2 separate regions of the Anas platyrhynchos genome follow, and region 2 is linked to region 1. Evidence: chromatin contacts called from public Hi-C data. All regions are on one chromosome and are shown on one strand. The core of a region is the stretch at or near the end of the contact, and the rest is flanking DNA. Distances in the headings are between cores, read along the strand shown.

What was found. Hi-C and Micro-C count contacts between places; a contact is called where the count stands out from the background.
Region 2: a contact with region 1 is called in a Hi-C map of small yellow follicle, with 2.1 times the contacts expected there. The contact joins the enhancer-like site here to the promoter of VRK1 in region 1. A contact is called at or near these places in 4 of 8 Hi-C or Micro-C datasets (F1 follicle, F5 follicle, skeletal muscle and 1 more).

What each region holds. Positions count from the first base shown.
Region 1 is chr5:14,608,289-14,614,848 of IASCAAS_PekinDuck_T2T, forward strand. VRK1 (VRK serine/threonine kinase 1) reads right to left here and starts at 2,531. Exons shown (of 13, transcript XM_027458514.3): 1 at 2,423-2,531.
Region 2 is chr5:14,684,592-14,691,151 of IASCAAS_PekinDuck_T2T, forward strand. No RefSeq gene overlaps it. Among named protein-coding and RNA genes, the nearest start is that of PAPOLA, 63 kb to the right of the region's middle. Within about 2 kb of position 3,495, at least 3 of the 8 cell types and tissues checked have an H3K27ac peak or open chromatin away from gene starts, as enhancers often do. A contact at or near this core is called in F1 follicle and small yellow follicle, where this site is marked.

The DNA.
Region 1 (6,560 bases), core at 1,281-3,780:
GCCAAACACTGATCGCTTTCAATGGGCAGCATGCACAACGCTAAGCACAGAGCCTATTGCTAAAAAGCTGTTATCCCTGGAAATATTTTAGCAATGGCCACACATGCTTTCACTTGTATGAGCCATCCATTCAAAGACTGATTGAAAGCAGAAATACCTGGAGGCTGCAAGAACTTTTGTCATGAAAGTACAAAATTGAAAAATAACAACAAAAATAATGAAAAAATGAGATAATGACATTTTACTGCAAATTGTATCATTCCGTGTGTTCCTCACAAAGCAGCAAACACAAGAGGTTTGTCAGGAAATGTACGAACCAGCAAACGCGATGCAGAACTGCCTACTGTACTTTCAACAGCTGGAATACAGTCATCTACTTTTCCCTAAAATCACCTTTAAAACTTCATTAAGAGAAATCACCTTTACCTTTCCTGCATCTCAATTACCTTTCCCCATCAGTAAATGGAAATACTTTCTATCTCGCAGGTATTGTGAAGCTCAATTCATTAGTGCCTGCAGCCATGCTGAAGTCCTTGGAAAGAGAGTGCCACCCGTGTCAAGTACTATACTATCATTCAAGTAGCAAATAGATCTGACCCTACTTAGCTAAGGTATCTGACAAGAACAATTTTCAAGGTGCACGATTGTAAACAGCAGCATTTTATGTGGTTACAATATGTGCAAAACAAAGATCTTCCTTCTAACAAGTATGAATAACAGAAGCCTATTTGTCTAAACTCTCTCTGAAAGCCTCTTAGTACCACAAAGGCTATTTCTCCTTCTCCCTAATAAAACATCTTGGAAGAAACTGAATAAACCGTACTTGAGATATGCAGACAATTTTGCATCAATAGTTCCATTAGTAGTGTTATCTTTACAAACGTGTCTGCAATGGTTGCTACTCTAACTACACTTGAACTCTTAGAATAAATATGAATAGCCACTTCTCAATTGGTGGTAGCATCCGTTCTCAATAAAACTTTGTAATTAATATAAATCAAATTTATTTTGAAGGACGCATTTCAGCTGCGTGGCAAGTCTGACTGGTTTCTTCCTGATCCTCTCCTTTTATTCTCAGGAAATTGTCGTTTTCATGGTTGTTTATCTCAGTAGGACCTATTCTCATTCTCAGCGCTGAGAAGGCACGTTGGTGACCTGTGCTCCTTTTCACGAACACGTAGGCCTGGCAAGACCTGAAGTCTGTGCATCATTAATACCGCTCATTGGTCACAGCAACACACCTTTTCTGCCTGAAAAAAAAAAAGGAAATAAAGACCACCAGAAACAAAAGAAATGTTTTCGCTTACTGAGCAAGAGGGGAAGAACGCAACACCTGAAGACTTCTGAGTGCTGCAGGACTGCTTCACAGGAAGGAGCACAAAAAATGCACCTGAACAGCAGTGACATGCAGTGCCAAGGGGTACATGGACCCATCACAATTTGTGTGTCCAGCATATACAAAGAAATCTTTGCTCACTATCATCATCTTACATTTTTGAGTACTGCTCGGTTAATAATCTCGGTTCCCAGAGATTGACAGCTAACAAATGATGCTACGTATGGAAGATGAGGCCTTACAGCTCTTTCCATAAGAATCTTTTTTTTTTTTTTTAAATACAAAATGAGTAAGTGTGCATTGTTAGACCACAATTTACTAAAAGTTCTTCATCATGATTGCATCATACTAGGCAAACTGAACTTTATGTGTTGTTTTGTGGGGCTTTTGGTTTTGTTTTTTAAAAACACACCAACACAACCTTCTTTTTTTTCCCCCTAACTTCAGAAGTTTGCTCAGAGAAAGGAGGCAGTCATTTACAAGGGGAATTGCTGTGTTGCTAACTAATTCCCAAGTGTCTCCAACAGATACATTTTACTCTTCTGTGTGGTGGAGAAGTACAGGTTCTCCTCAAAATCCGATGCCTTCAGTTAGTTCTTACAATAAAGAACACGGAACCCTTTATAAGGTGCCTCTGTCACTCCAAATCACCTCCAAACCAACAGCAAGTACCCATGCACGTGAAAGTGACCTAACTTTGCGGCTGCCTGGCGGCTTGGCACACCGTACAAAATTACCACCTCTGAAATTCATCAGGAACCCCGCCTGCTGGGGGGTACCCCTGGGAATTTACCCAACAGTTCACTCCTCCAGAGAAGGCGGCAGCGGCCTTCTGACAACAGCAGCACCTCAGGATTACTCGGGAGCAGCCCCGGGCAGGGGACCGCGAGGCCTGCACGCCGGGCCCTCCGCGCCGCGCCTCAGCCCCTGCCCGCCGCTGCTGGGCGCCGAGCACCTGCGGGAAGGGCCGCGGCCAGGCCCCGCCGCCCGAGGCGGCTCCCACGAGGCCGAAACGGCGTCCCCAGGAAAAAAATAAAATGAAAAAAGGGCCCCGAGGCCCGCCCGAGCCGAGGCGGCCACCAGTACCTCCTCCGCGCCCCGGCCCGGCCGCCACCGCCGCCGCCGCCCCGTCTGAAATTCCCGCACTGCCCGCCGGCGGCCCGCCCCGCCGCGGCGCCCACCTCCCACCATCGGCCGCGCCCATTGGCCGCCGCGCTCCCGCCTCACCCGGCCCCGCCTGGGGCACTAGGGCATGATGGGAAATGTAGTTCGGGAAACCGCCGAGTTTGGGGAGTTTTGTTTGAAAGTGGGCGGTTTTAAAACGAAGCGCGTCAGGGAGGGGGTGGGCAGGCCGATGGAGGTGTCCTGGGCCCAGAGCCATGGTGGGACACAGGCCGTAGGGTGTGGGGGACCAGGTGGCGCAGCAGTGGTTGGTGCCGAGGCCTTGAGGGGCCCATGCCGGCCATCCCTGCGCTCTGCCCTCACCCAAACGCCTCACAAACCCCCAGCAGCACACCTGCTCCCTTTGTCACTGCCCCTCTCTACTTCTCTCAGGTCCTAGTCAAACCGTGAAGCATTAAACCCGAAAAGTCTTGCTAAAAACCTGAGGTTAGAGGTCACAAAATGTCTGTGAAGAAGCAAGGGGTTCCACCACAGAGCACAGTTACACTTCCAGTCATATCCAACTCTTACCCTGCAGCATGACTATACTGATGCCACGCAAAAGTGCAAACAACTTAAAACAACTTTTTTCCTTTTTCTTTCCCTCTCATTCGCATTTCACGTTATTTTCTTTAGTGTGACGATGTGTACAAATTAAATGAAAGGTGTGTTTTCTTTCCTTTAATGTGCTGCTGTTAATCTTCAAAAGGAAAGCCACCATTCCCTAAGAATAGCAGTATGATGCCGCAGAGTTGTCTTTGTTCACCCACTATTATACATTCCAAGAGGACTTCAAGATGATCTGCTTGGTAACCTCACAGCTCTGGTGTATTTTAGGAAAGCAGTAAAAAACTATTGTACAGAACGCTATTAAAAGGTAGCTACAAATAATTTTTGACGCATTTAAGATCTTTCCAGTTGTCTTTACAAGTTGGACTAATTTTTGTATTTGCTTAGATAGGACCTTACATTTTTGTTTATGAATTCCTTCAGAACCCAGAGAGAATCAACTATAATTTTGAATATTCAATCAATTTGATGACGAAACTGATTTGTTCAGTAAAGATATTACATTTCTGTCTAAAAAATTCCACATGAGATAGGGCTGACACTTCAGCTCTTCATACCAAAGGAAGGTACAATATCATTTTAAAATAGAATCAAGTCCTTAAAGAACTTAATAAAGAATCACTTCAGCAAATACCTATTTTGCCCTTAAAACAAATGGAGAAACAAACACAGAGATGCTGACTACAGTTTGTTTAGCCTGTTGTAACAAAGGAAATTTGTATTCAATGCCTGAGTAAGAAATGGATTTCTGGACTCCTAATTCTGTATTACAAATTGCAAGGTCATTATTAATTGTACCGTTCAAAATATATTAAATTCAAAATTAAGATGCAGAGGGAGGAAAGGTCTTTTAAAATCTTGCAGTTCTTTGAAAATATCTTCTGTATTCATTCCTCACATTAAGTAGCTAAATAGGTAAATAGAGAAATGGAAGATAGGGAAGAAGAGGTCCAAACTCTACAGAGTACCTGTTAATTTCATGAAAAAGAGATGGAGTATTAGAGGCCTTAATGAAAACAGTGTAGAAGAAATGCTACAGAGTCAGATCACTTGGAAATTTCACTTTTTCCTGAAGTTTTCTGAAGCTAACAGGCATGATTTGAAGCTGTTAAAGGGGATCATTTTAAATAATTTGAAACTTCTAACGCGAGAGCTTGTTTGAAGTGCATTAAATTAATCCAAATTAAAGGGCTTTCATGAGTTTCTAAAGGGTTTGTATGTTTTCTTTGGTCAAGGTCCAAAACTCGTATGCACGGGCAATTTTTTTCTACTTAAAAATAAACGCCCAGACTGTCTCGGAAGTGTCTTCACCCATCTTAGTTAAAAATTATATTTATAGGTATACACACGTTTTATCTGGGGAATGCTGGATATCCTACGCTGTAGATACATTCATGTGCAGACAAACAACAGTACAGGCAGTCTAACTATAGCAATACAAAGAACTTCTGTTTATCATCAAACATTTCATATATCCCATTACATGTGAAAGAATTATTATCTATCCTGTTGCAGTGCAATGCTTTTTCCTATAATGGAATTTTACTCTGCAAATTTATTTTGGTATTAAAAGGTTCCACTTTATAATGTCTATGGTTCAATCAGTGATCTAAAAGGCACTTAAATGCTTTGAACAAGATACATAAAACGCTTTTACTGCAAAAGCTTTGCTGTATCTACCAATTTTACCATTGATCTCCTTCCATGTAAGGCAGTTCTGGAAGCTGCCCATGCTGTATAAAATCACATGGTGGCTTTTGATCTCCAGCTGGTGATTAAAGCACATTATGGAGGTTTGAAATTTTCTTGTGGTCATTAGCATACCTCCAAACATTTCTCTGCTAAATAGTAGTGGTGTTCTCACTGCATGCTATCTAAATAAGAAATCAGAAATCTATAAACTTATTATTTATAATCCTTTGTAGCTCTGAGGATAGAGATCTCTTGAATGAGGTGAGCTTACCCGTAGCAATAGACGTACTGATCAAATAATGATTTCTTATGGTGACTAGTCACTAGCAAAAAGCAAGGAAGAATGAGGTTATATATTTTTAAACCCTCTTTTGATGCAAACAGGCAGAACTCCATGCTTTGCAACACCTTGTATAATTACTCCCTATCTGCAGTTCTATATTTCCCGCTGCTTAAAGACGTCACCATTGCTCCCAAGATCACGAGGCTATTGCAAGTTTTCCACAGCAGATTTTTGAACAACTGCAGTATTAACTCTGTTGCTTGAAAAAAAAAAAAAAAAAAAAAAGAAAAAAAAAGCATCTTTTCCTCACTTTTTGAAAATGTATTTGTGTGGTGGGAAAAATAAAGAATCACTTACCATATATTTGTTACTTTCTCTAGCAATCTCCTTGGGGTTTCCTTTCACAGAAAATAAATGAGGATGTCAGCTTTATATATTTATATTTCACTTTATTATATTACATTGCATTTTATTTATGTATTTCTACCATCTGTATCGTGCAAGCAAGCAAAATTTACTGCATGTTACCCAGATACAGAGAAAAATGTTTCATTTGTTCAAAGAGTTTACGGTCAGTAAATATCAAATAAATTCCAAAGCTTTCTGTTAGTTGTTCTGACCTGTCCCCTCACTCCCAAAAAAATGGAATGAATACAGGTAACGTTGTTTCTGACAAGTAAACAGCTTTTAAAAGGGAATAAAAGCTGGAGGGCAGCAAGAGCATTGGTCTGGAATGGATATTGCAGTTGTAAGGGAAATGTGTAAAGGACAGTAAAACTGGTGGAAGAGACGGGCAGGCAGATAGCAAGGTTAGAAATACTGGCAGAGCAGTGAGGACACAAGGCTGCAGTTCTCTTACGTTCCTCCCCTGGTGCTCTGGCACAGCACCTGGAGTTACTGGAATCTAGGAAATAACAGATTCCCATCTCTGCTTTTAGCCAGCAGCTTGATTAACACTTGGAGAAAGAGCAGAACTACAGAGAGAGAGCACTAAAGATTTAACATATAAGCAACATTTTTCTTGTACATCCAAGCAACACCCTAAATACCTGAGATATTTTGTAAGATTGGACACAGCAGTTTTTATCCAAGGAGCTTATTGTTCAGAGAGAAAAAAGAGACAGACAGAAAGAAAGAAAGAAAAAAAAAAAAAAAAAAAAGAAAAAAAAAGCAGTGCATATCACATGCTTTTTCATACAAAACATTAATTTGTATTCATATAAACAAGTATTTGGTGGATTAATTGTCTCATACGAACTTCCTTGGAGAAAGTAGAAGGGGCAGAAGTCATTGAATGTTTCATCAGAAGAAGATATCACACCACAAAAATTAAAAATAAAATATTGTATCTTATAATATATACTTTTCTGTCTTCTGGCAAGCTTTATTACCCAAAACTAGGTGTCTGGCAAAAAATAAAAACACTTATTGCTGCTCTTCTGTACCCATGGAATCCTTCCTGTCAGGCTGCTCTGTAGTGTAGTTTTGGTGTTCATGACCACACTAATCTACATAAAA
Region 2 (6,560 bases), core at 2,245-4,744, 77 kb after region 1:
TTGCTTGTGTCTACAGAGACCCACAAATCTTAACAGGGAGGAATTAATCCCTAGACAGTAGCTGTTTGTATGAGTGTGTAGGCACCGACTGTCCTGGCTGTGTCAGGAATTTGGTTTAGAGCCAGGCAACCAGAAGCCAAGTCATCAGGAAGAAGGGAGGACATGAGGAACAGTATTTGAATGAACAAAATAATCCAGTGCCATTCTTGTGCTACAGGGCAGCACTTCTCATAGTGCTAAGGAAGCTGAACCCAACTCATCTTCAGATTCCCACCTTTTATTGCATTAATAAAATAGTAAATTAGGAAAACAAACAAACAAACAAACAAACAAACACATTGCCTTCTTTCTCAGCTAGGCTGGATATTTCATGGTTTTTAGAGGAGTTTGTTTTAAGGTGATTTGGTTGGATTTTATATCCACCAGCGCCTGGCTCCAGAGCTCTGCTGCATAATGCGACATGTCCAGCTCTCCCCCTCACTTGGGGCATTCACTACTCAGGGCTCCCCCACCTGGATTTCTCTGTCCTACCTCTGCAAAGGGCAGGCATTTTTTTGCCAAGGCTGGGGTAAATCCACAAAGGAACCACTTCTTTTCCACACAGGTAGTTCAAAGAAGTGGGTTAAGATCTAATCCCAGCAACAGCGAATATATTTTATGTATCTACTCCTGAAGGTTTACTCTAGAGCCAGAAGCAACAATGAAGTTGCTTCTCATAAATAAAAATGAGTTCACTTTCTCCTCCCCCAGATGCTTTTTTCTCAGATTTAGTAATTAATCCAGCGTTCCCTTGGATAAGCTCCCAGTCGGTCCAGTAGCCACTGGCTCATCCCTATCAGCCGCCTCTCCAGACAAGTCACAGCTATATGCAAACAGACGTAAATGTAATAACCAAAAGTTTGCTACAGCGATCAGTGATCACTGTGTGCAAGAAGCAAGCCAGTGCAGCTGATTAAAATTCATCGCTCAGAATAAGTGATCGTCTCCTGAAGTCTTGAATTACAGCTTGTAATACAAGAAACATGGAAAGGAATCCAATCAGAGTGTAAAAGCAGTGGCAGAACACTGCGCTACTTGCCCCATTACATTGTCTAAGTGTTGTTGGGTGTTTTTTTTCCTGTTTTTATGTGTTGTGTTTTTTCCCAAAACCATGTTTAGTAAACTGATTTTTAATTTTAAATACATATATTTCACCCGTCAACAAAATGAAGTCACTAATGCCATTGAAGACCTGAAACACTCAGACAAGGAAAATTAGCATGACATAGCAACATAGCATAGAAGACAAGGAATACTGTGTGCCACTAGGAGAAAGTTTTAGGTATGCAGAACATAATTACCTAGCCCAGTGGTTAGTAGGAGAACACAGCAAATGTCAAAATGGACAAAACGAAACCCTTCAGAACCAGCAACTTGAAGGTGTAAAAGAATCCCCTGCCCCACTCTTGAAGTCATATCACTTTACAGACCACTTCTAACAGCCTGTTGACAACATTTCATAGTCAGGACCTCTGTGCCAGCCTTTGTGCTCTCACCTCCCAGCCAGAAGGTCCTAGATACACCTCTCATCGAACATGGGCTCACACCCAGCTCTGACACAGCAATACTGGAGAAGTGTTGTACTCACCTTCATAGGGACAGCCTGAGGGCACACTAAACCTCCCAACACAAGAAATATTGGCCATTCCTCCCCAGAAAAGGACAGCTAATTCCAAGGCCTGCTGCTCTGAAGGCACCTTGCCAATATTGGGTAGGAGGACACAACAAGGAGACATGCAGGTACAAGCAGCTCCAGATGAGCTAAATTATTTCCTTCTTCACTGCTTAGCAGATAAAGGAGGAAGCTGAAAAAGGGCAAGGATAAGCGTGGTTTTCCCTCCCTGCTGAGCAGGGGTACCAGTGCTTGGAACCCAGCTGGTTCCCTTCACCTAGCTGCTGCTGAGCCCAAGCAGCACCTGGGGCCTTGTCTCTCTCATGGAGAGTGTGTCTGACCAGGGCCCCGTGCTTCCCACCCAGCCCAGGCACAGTAGGGAGTAGCTGGACAGGTACCCACACATCTTGGCTGCACCATGGACATGGATGCACCTGCACGGACCTCAGCACACCTCCTACCCTCCCAGCTTTGACAAAGCTTACTGAGCTTGAAGGGTACCACAATTAAACTCCATTTCCCAGTCAAAAAAGTGAAATTCAGCTGCCTCAGATCCTCTCCCGCTTCACCCAACTATCCCGCACCTCCAGAAGGGGGTAACTAGCATCCCTTAACAGGACTAAACATAGGTTGGTTAGGATGCCCTAACGAACATCAGTCCTGAAATACCCTGCTGCTCTGTGAGGCTTGTCCTCAACATGCAGGGTTTAGGTTAAAATCTTTTACCCAATACAGTGCTTAAGTCTCCACTGAAATGTGACTATGACAGTGTGATTTCAGTAATGTTAGTACCCTGAGCCTTTTGGTAGTTATTCTGCAGAGAGTGCTCTCCTATATATTTACAGACGTGAGTATATATATAACAAGTCCATCTCACCCCAGTGTTTAAAAAGAAAAAACACTTTCGAAACACATCTCTAATGACATAGCTACGTGAGCTACGAAAAGATCAGAATTCATAGGGAAAAAAAAAAATCATAGACTAACTCTTGTGTCTGTAACTACAGTCATTTAGCAGTAACAGCCCACCCAGCTGTCCCTGGTACCACACAGTTTTTTCAGACCTAACACCAGCCACATCAGTAATGACTCCCAGTAACTTCATTTACATCAACTTTTCTTTTACTACCTCTCTCCACCCTCCTTACGCTACCTTACATCATGCTATTTGGATGCACCCATTTCCTCTCCATAATGCTACAAAGCCCACAGCAATCTCTGGAAGCCTTTAAGTCATCCTGCAAACAAACAAAAAAAAACATTGCAAAAGGCTTGCTCATGCCTTTACTCTTCAGAGGACTTCCCTTAGCTCGAGGAAGTGAGCTTGCTTTCAGTAGTACATATATTCCTGGCAAAGCCCTGTTTTCTGTGCTTTGCTGAACTCCTGAACACAGATGTCCCATTTGTGTTTCATTAGTACATCAGCCTCTCTGAGGCTTTCGACCTCTGCACTAGGCAATAATTACCTGGCGCAGACCCATTCCCTCGCCAGCTGGCCTGGGAGCTGCTCTGCTCAGACCAGGGCTCTCTCTGCTGTCAGCCCTTTCCAGTCAACTGGACAGCTCAATCAGCAGAAAATATCAAATATGGTTGTTGTTTGAGCTCAGCCAGCATTATTTCTGCTTGATCTGACAACGCCTCTCCAAAGAAAGATTATGCTTCCCAAGGTCTAGACAGGAGACAGAAGAGTTAAGATGTCTTGCAGGGTTTGTTGAATTTAGAGGCTCTTTTGCAAGCTGTTTGGGTTGATCGTGTCCTTCCCTTACCACAAGCAGTGTTGTAGACACCTCCCTCTCTCAGGCCCAATGACTATTTAATTATTTGCGCAAAGTGGAACAGCTCCGATGAGAATGAAAGAGCGGCTGAGACTGACGGCGGTCCCGGGCTGAGGGGCCTGCCTGGGATGTAAACAGGCAGCCTGCCCCTGGTTGTTCCAAATTTGTGTCCCCTCCCACACAAGTGTACAGGGTGGTGAGAACGATTTTGCTTTTACAGATTTCCAGAGAGATGCAGATTTGCCGTAGTGCAGAAATTAAAATCTTGGAGTGGTTCCCGAGCAGTCTTTGCCGGCTGCACTAGGAACCACACACGGAGGCAGAAGGAAACCCCTGAAGCAGAGCACCTCCAGCCTCCCTGCCACATTTGCACCACACTGGCCCTTGCTTCAGGTGTTGTTATCTGTAACGTGTGGGAGGTGAGGTAAAGGATCATTTTTTTAAGCAACAGTCATCACATTTTTCAAACAGATTGGTTTAGATTAGCAAGAGACAGGAACAGATGAAAAGATGGGCCAGGTGACATTCCCCAGATATTCTTTCAGCATGAGAGAACAGGAGTCTGAGCAGCATCCAGAGACTGAGTCTTGGGTGAAAGGAAGAAAGGTAAACAGACAAACAAAAAAGCAGTGATGTTGGCTGATGATTGATCTGCAAAGAGGACAGCCAAGCACATCTCCGTGTGCTAAAGGAAGAAATGAGGCATGGTACATCCTGACTTCCACAACAGCAGCACTGCATGAAGTGTTTCTGGGGGAGCTGAGGAGTGCTGGGGAATCCCTGCTCCTTGTTTCACCCAGCAGGTCCACTGCAGTGTGTGGGAGCAAAGAGCGATTTCATGGACTTAAAGATAACCCTGATAACTGCTAAAAGAAGGCAGAAGACATAGCTCAGAATGATGATTCAATATGAGAGAGGTATTGAAGATGAGGTGTGTTTTTTTATTATTTTAATTCCTACCATCTTTCTACTGAGGATACTGTTTTGAGGAGGTAGTGCCACAGACTTTGAAGGAGATTTTACTTCAGATAAAGGAGCAGAAACTATCACTTTGCTCAGAGTCCTCTGTGGACTCTAATTTTTAATACTAAAAGGAAGAAGGGGACATTGAAACAAAAGGCAAATCTTTTATTTACAGGAACACATGGTTATTGTGTGTCTATTCTGAAAAGCAGAAAGTAGAAAGAAGCCAGAGGAACAAGAAGTGAGTGATGGATAACGTGATCTAGTGGGCTTAATTGAAAAATGGTAGGGTGAGATTTATAATTGAAATACTGATATTGATGAGTTCAATCTATACAGGATACGAACAACAATAATATTTAGCAATGATGCAGCACTTTTCATCTTCAGAGCTCATTAACTAATTAATCTTCACAACACCCCTGAGAGGCAGGTAAGTATTATTATTATTAGCCCATAAGAAACATAATCCAGGATAGAAGCAGGGGAAAGTGGAATTCAGGGCCAGAAGTGACTCTGTAATAGGGAGGAGGGTGGAAAATAACTCCCTTGTTCAGGCACAGCAAGCGGCAATTCTATTACCAGAGGAAGACAGCCTGGCACAGGAAATTCTCGTGTAGGAGACCCATCCTTTCTTCTACACCAGAGAAAAAGGCATAAAAATGTGAGACAGGAACCCAAGCAACAGAGTAAAATTTATAAAAGGGAAATAAAGTGAGTCAAAAGGCAGCAGAATGAGTTAATGCAAACCAGGAATGGTGAAAGACAAGATGCTGCACCTTTGCAACCCAGGGCCAAAGCAATGCTCTTTCAGTGAACTGAACTATTAGGCTGGCTTTGGATAGGAAAAACAATAATAAAGACTGTGTTTGTAGACGGTGAAGAATTAGCAAAGGCCTTGTTGATAAAGCTAGTGATAAAACACAGGAACTTGGCTGTGCTGAATGGGAGTCTGGCAGCAGGCTCAGATCACAGAAATCCCACATAGCAAAATGAGATAATTCTTGACATTTAATTCTCTTATTCTCTCCTCTTAAGTGTGAGAGAAAACAGAAATACTGAAGGGAGAAAATAGGAAGCAGACATAACAGTAATCGTCCAAAGAAGGCAGGAGCTAATGTGGGCAAGACTGAAAGGAAGAACCATGGATTAAACTGAGAGTTGTCTTGTTTTTTGTGTCTTGTACTGAGACATTTTTGCCTCTGATTTTGGAGGTTAAAAAAATTTTCATAAAATAGTTAGGTTGATCTGAAGACATTGCCCATATTCTCTGCACTTCCCTGTCAGTAAACTGGAGATAGTTCCAGGTTCAATATGGAATTTAACTGATGCAAAATACTTTAAGTATAAATGCAGTTACAGCATGCCTGCAAATTACTGGTGATATTATTATTTTTAAATGCAGAAATTCTCAAACATAAAAATCAGGATTTTTTTTAAGATCAGCATCACCGTCAAGCAAGCATAACAAACCAGGAGGCTTTGAGATTGACAGATGACCATAAGGATAAGAGGAAATCTAGAGAGATGATAACTGCTTTCTACAAAGCTTGCCAGTGTTTAGTCTGTAAATCAAAATAAACTATGTTATTACTGAAGTTTTTCTACCAAAACAGGAAACAAGGCTGGCCATGGTGAGGCAGGCCACTTATCTACAAAAACTGTTGGGATAGGAGAGCCCTGGGAGGCTACAAGTTCTCTTCCACATAGACATCAGAACTAGATTTTTCTGCATCCTTATTTTGCTACACATTTCTCATGTTAAACCTAGCTAAATCCTTAAAGTTGCTTTTTTGAGAATATGACTTTAAAAAAAAATCTTGCTTTTTGTTTTGCTTTTTTTTTTTTTCCCCTGCATATTTAATTGACTTGCAAATACTATTATTCCTCCTGCACACAGGGCTCTGGCCTTAAGCATGTGGGAGAAAGCCAGCCTTACCTGGGTCATATCCCAAAGCAAGAGGCCTGTTTTGGAGCAAAGGCACAGATCATCTTCCAGAAACCTGCTGGCAAAGGGAAACCCAATGATATTTTCCTTTAGATCTTAGAAGTTAGCTCTTACACTCCTTTAGCTTCTCCTGATTTTTGCAAGGAGAAAGCAAGAGAGAATGTTTGTTTTTTAAATGTCAGGCAAGGAACTTTCCTCCCTGCACCCCTCCCTGTACATGGGG